Linked DNA regions of Arachis hypogaea: region 2 is linked to region 1. A link is a contact called in public Hi-C data. All regions are on one chromosome and are shown on one strand. The core of a region is the stretch at or near the end of the contact, and the rest is flanking DNA. Distances in the headings are between cores, read along the strand shown.

Region 1 (3,037 bases), core at 270-2,769:
AAAATGTATTTAGATGAAAGAAAAATGAAAAGAAAAAAAATAGTATATAATATTATAAAAAGACAATTTTATTTTTAGATATTTTAAAATATATTAAAAATAGAAGATAATATTAAAATATTAATACAAAATATATTTTTCTTTCATTTTCTATCCATTGTTGGAGGGAAAAATTTTTCAATAGATCCCACCTATTTTTTACACTATTCATCATTTTTTTTTTACTTTTCCATTTAACCAAACAGAAAAATAATTATTTTTTTTCCTATTTTCTTCCTTCCATTTTTTTCTTAAACAAACACACCCTTAAGGACCTTCTTTTTACCATATTTATTCACTCTATTGTTGTTACTGCACATTTTCTTTTTCTTCTAAATTTAAAAATCAGATTTGAATCCGAAATTTTTATATTAAAGATAAAAAAATTATATTATTTAAATTATAATTTGTTGACTTATTACGGCATGTTTATGCTCTTTGTTTATTATAATTTTTATATAATTATGATATTATTAATAAGAATTTAGCTAATTTATATTATAAATATATATTTTAAAAGTATAATAATTTTTTTTTATTTTTTGATATATTTATTGCATTGTAAATATAACAAATGTTCTTTTCAATAATTTTTAATAAAATATTTTTTGTAATGTTTTTAAAATATACTTCTAGAACACATACACATGAACAAGACTTTATCAACCAGCCATTAAACTATTCGATTTGTTACATAATATTTCATAATCTAATTTAATAATGCAAAATAAGAAGTTAAGTTGTAAAACATGTTTTAACCAAAAAAGAGAATAGAAAATAGGGACAGATCATACTTAACTTAAATGATACTCAGTGGGTGTCAATACAAAATATAAAAATTTGAGGGTTTAAGAAAAGGCAATTATATATTTCTATAAAAATGTTTTTATATAAAAATAATATTATGAATTATTATATTATTTAATTAAATATACTAAATTAATTAATTTAATAATTCATATTATTATTTTTACATGAAGACGTCATCGTAAAAATAACCAACCTAAAAAATTAGTTCTTTAATCTTTACGTGTCAAAACAAATTCCCCAGGTTGATTGACGAAAAGTGATTACAGCGCGAACCAAAGAGTTTACTTGGTCACCTTTCTTACTAAAAAGGATCTCGCATTAGATCGTGCTTTAGGAAAAGAACAAGCTTTATTTTCTGTTTGTTAATGTCATAATTTTATTTATTTAGTTTTTAAATAGTAAGTTAAAATATATAAAACACAAGTAGTTCAAATTTCAAAGCATGAAAAAGAATAATGGCCTTCCCCCACGAGGAGGGGATATACATGTGCATATAATATTTTGTTAAAAACATTTAGTTATTGACTTTATTCCCTTTGATTGTTGTAATAATTGATGTTCCCAGCATAGGTTTGGTGAGATGTGACAGTGGATTAGTTTAACACCAATAGCGCATAGCAGTGCTAACATATATGCTAATGCAACGGAACAAACTGAACAGAACTTGATTAGTACTATAATTAATTAATTAATTAGTTCATTAAAGTGCATATTGCTGAGAGCATAGTAAGGTTCTGTTGATTGTTGAAGAAGCCGTGTTCTAATTTGAAACTGCAAGCACCAAACAGATTACTGCCACCAAAATAAAGGGCATTGATATCCTTCATGTTGAAACAAGACAATGCAAAGACGAGCGAGTCTGATTTTGTCCACCCACCCAATCTTTTCTAGTTTTCTTTGCTCTCATAAATCTCCATCTTTATCGCTTTTGTTTCTTTCTTTTCTTTTGTTTTCGTGTTCTTATCCAATTTTATTAAAAGTACATAGCAATATAATATTGTCATTTTCATTTTAATAATATATTTTTTATAAATAAACTCATATAAAATACAATGTAAAAATATCATGTATAATTATGTATAGAGTGATATTATCAAAAATAAAAATGATATTATAAAACCGTGACTTAAAAAGAGATGGAGGAGAGAGAAAAAACTGAACTAGAGAAGAGAACAAAAGCGATGGAGGACGAGGGAGCTAGCGGTGATGCAAAGAAAGGAGAGGAAGGAGGTGGCGATGGCGACAGTGTAGGAGATGGCGGCGGCCACTACTATCAATCTCAAAGGGAGATGTCGCCGGAGTAGCTCAGAATCGCTGCCATTATTGCCTTGCTTCACCATTCCTGCTCCTTTTCTATTCTGTTTCTATTCTGTGTTTGTTCCTACTTCTACCCCATTGTTCCCCTATTCATCGAAAATGTAGGTATGAAGCTCGTCGTTGAGGATGCTAGAGCCACTATGGTCACTACCTCCTTTCATGTTCTTCCTTATTCTGCCTGTACTATGGTGTTAGGAGGAGTTGTGTCACTGCCGCTGGTGTTTTTTGGATTGGTTGTGCTATTGTTGAAACACCTTCATCACTACCAAAATGTCATGCTTTTGATTGCGCCACTTTGATAGTAAAATTATTACAATAACTTATTTATATATATCTATATATAAAGTAAAATCTTTTTACATACAAATTTTAGTGACCTCTCTTTAAAAAGTGGTATGATTTTTTTTCTAATAAAAAATTACATAAATATATATAAATACATTCAAATCATCACAACATTTTTTATTTACAAGAATAGTTTATACAGGTTATATATATATGTATATAAAATTGTAACTTCTATCCCTCCTTTTAAAAGATAGAACAATAACAAAAAGCGAGAGAAACATCTAACAAAAAAAATCAAAATATGTAAGGTATTTGCTTATCCGAGCTCAAAGAGTCTTCTTTTTTTTATTTTCTGAAAAACATGAGAGCATAACGAGATGAGAATTAAAGGTCCTAAGTAGAGAAAGGAAATGCCATCAAAGTAATAGAAATAAGTACACATGGTCAATGCACGTTGCAGAAAAGTTTATCTTTATAAAAGCTTGTCATCTTTTTTTCATTATTTACTAATCATTATTACTTATTTATATACAATTGCCATGGTTCTAAAGACTGAACTGGAGTGGCCGGTCCATCGGTCTGA
Region 2 (2,700 bases), core at 199-2,698, 110 kb before region 1:
CCTCTTCCTCTTCATTTCCGAAGCTCATTTTCCGAGTTGCTAATCTTTTCTATTATCCACTTCTTATTCACGAGTTGACTTTGCTAATCCCAACTCGATTTACCGAAACGTTCCTAAACCCACCAGCAGCCTGAAAACACATCCCATTGCGCTGTTCCATGTAACTCCTCACTTCTTTTCTTATCATTTCTTGCATCACCGCCATCAGCTCCGCGCTAAAATTAAACGGCGCTACCACTTGATGTTGTGGCGATGGCAATGGCAGCGGATCCGCTGCCGTTACAGCCGTTGAAGGCGCCGCCGAAGCCATCACCATCGCCGGAGAAAAGGCACGTGACATAGATTCCGTGACACGATTGGAGACTTCCACAGCAACGTCTACGCCAGGCAGAGACAGCGACAACGACGTCGGAGGGTCCTCTGAAGAGGACGCAGTTTCGATCGGAGGAACAACGGTCCTGGGCACGGGCCTCAGAACGTTAGACGGAGAGACAGCGCGAACGCTGCAATCACTCGCGTCGGATCCCGACGGGCTTCCCGGCGACGTCGGGCTCATGTGAAGTCCGGTGGATAGCGGCATCGTAGCACCTGCGCTCGCAGACCTCTTCGCGGGCCGTAGGTAGTAACCGCCGTCAAAGTCCGCCGGACCTGTTGCAGGCTCGTCGATCATCATGGATGAGCACTTGCGCTTGAGTGTTGAGTTCCAGTGATTCTTTACCGCGTTGTCGGTTCGACCAGACAGGAGTCGGGCTATTGTAGCCCACTTGTTACCGAACCGGGCATGGGCCCGGATTATCGTCTCATCCTCATCGGGCGTGAAGCCCCGGTGCTCAACCTGAGGTGAAAGTTGGTTACACCATCTTAGCCTGCAGGACTTCCCGGAGCGGCCCGGGATGTACTTGCTTATCAACGTCCAGTTCCTGGGTCCGTGCCTCTCCACCAGCCTCTGCAGGGCCTCATCTTCTTCCGGGCTCCACGGGCCTTTGATTCGATCCATTTCTCTTCTAGACATGGCCATAGTGCTTAGTTTCTTTTGTTTTGTTTTTCAGATTTAGAGGATCATGTGAAAGTGAAGATTTATATATGGAGAGAAGCAGAAGCGAAGTAGGTAGGGCGTTACGATGAGATTTTTGAAAGGGTTTTTTTTGTGGTGTTGCTGTTTTGAGTGTGTGAAGCGGTTGGTGTTTGATCGTGGTTTATATGTGGGAGGGATGGGGGGGTGAGGTAACCGGTTGAGGAGGTTAGGTTTTGAGGGGTTTCTGGGAGCGTTATGCTGAAATTGGTACCGCTTGTTCCTGGGGAGCGGTTGGCTTGGGATTTGGGATACAGCTGTAATTGGACACGCGTCAGTTTCAGCTGCTTCCGTTTGCACAAGTCATCCCTGCTCTGCTTTCTTCCTTTTTATCCTTTCGAATTCTCATTTTTAATTTAATTGAAAATCAACTGTTACGGTATGATTGTAGTATATTAGTTTTTTTTTTGAAACAAACGAAAGCTCAACACAAAACAGTGGAGCAAAAAGTCAGGAGTTACATAAAGAAATAACGAAGACAAGACCATAAAGCCTGGCATCACCTGCCTATTATCAACAACCACTAGGATTACTGTCAGCCCATTCTTTATAACTCAAAAGTGTTCTCTGTTGGATGAGGTCAACACCTGCTACCTTATTGTTGAAAATCCTGTCATTACGTTCCAACCAGATGTTCCAAATCACTGCAAAGAATCCAATCAACCCCCGCTTCTGCTCTTGTTTACTCGTGTGCAAGCCAGTCCAACTCTCAAACAGCCCTCTTATGGTACCCGGAATAGCCCACTTTCTACCAACTGACTGCAACCAACAGCACCACACTTTCCATGCTATATCACACATAAGAAATAGATGCTGGACAGATTCTATCTCCTTATTGCATAGCACACAAATATTATCACTGTGATGAATAACACCTAGCCTACTCAACCTGTCTTTGGTGTTAACTCTACCAACAAGTACAAACCAGCCAAAAAGCTCAATCCTCGAAGGCACCACTCCTTTCCACAATGTACTTGTGAAACTATAGCTTGTGATCGCTGCCGGCAGATTCTCCGATTGAAGTACCCGCATAAAGGAATTAGTAGAAAACACACCCTTACTATCAAACTTCCAGACCACATTATCCTCCATACCCTGTGACAGCTTTACTGGCCGTAACCTTTCATGCAGCTGATGGACAAGTTTCAGCTCCCATTGGAACAGCTCTCTTCTCCATTGAAAATTCCAGATCCACTCCAATCCATCCCAAAATCCACAATCCCCTACGACAACTCCTTGTTGGTTGGACACAGAGAAGAGTCTTGGAAACGCCACTTTCAGCGGCCCACCTTGCACCCAGTTATCCTCCCAAAACATGGTACTCCTTCCATTCCCTACTTCCATAGCCAGTCCAGTAACCAATTTATCCCTTAACCGCTGCTCCTGTATGTTTAACTGGCATATGTCCTTCCAAGGCCCGCCTTTCGCTGGTATCTTCTGATTTACCAGCATGACATCAGGCCTCAAGTTGTTACAAGAACAGACAATTTTCTTCCATAAGGGGCAATCCTCTTTTGAAAACCTCCACCACCACTTAAACAAGAGTGCTGTGTTCCGAAGCACTGCATCCCCAACCCCCAATCCTCCAGCCTTCTTTGGAGCTTGAACCAACTCCCACTTAACTAACG

What was found. Hi-C and Micro-C count contacts between places; a contact is called where the count stands out from the background.
Region 2: a contact with region 1 is called in a Hi-C map of leaf, with 4 times the contacts expected there. The contact joins the promoter of LOC112720536 here to the enhancer-like site in region 1. A contact is called at or near these places in 2 of 8 Hi-C or Micro-C datasets (both in leaf).

What each region holds. Positions count from the first base shown.
Region 1 is chr11:22,034,698-22,037,734 of arahy.Tifrunner.gnm2.J5K5, reverse strand. No RefSeq gene overlaps it. Among protein-coding and RNA genes, the nearest start is that of LOC112720534, 8.8 kb to the right of the region's middle. Within about 2 kb of position 1,519, at least 1 of the 3 cell types and tissues checked has open chromatin away from gene starts, as enhancers often do.
Region 2 is chr11:22,146,081-22,148,780 of arahy.Tifrunner.gnm2.J5K5, reverse strand. It overlaps LOC112720536 (transcription factor MYB44), which reads right to left and starts at 1,448. Exons shown (of 1, transcript XM_025771501.3): 1 at 1-1,448. The coding sequence starts at 1,018. The coding sequence ends at 68.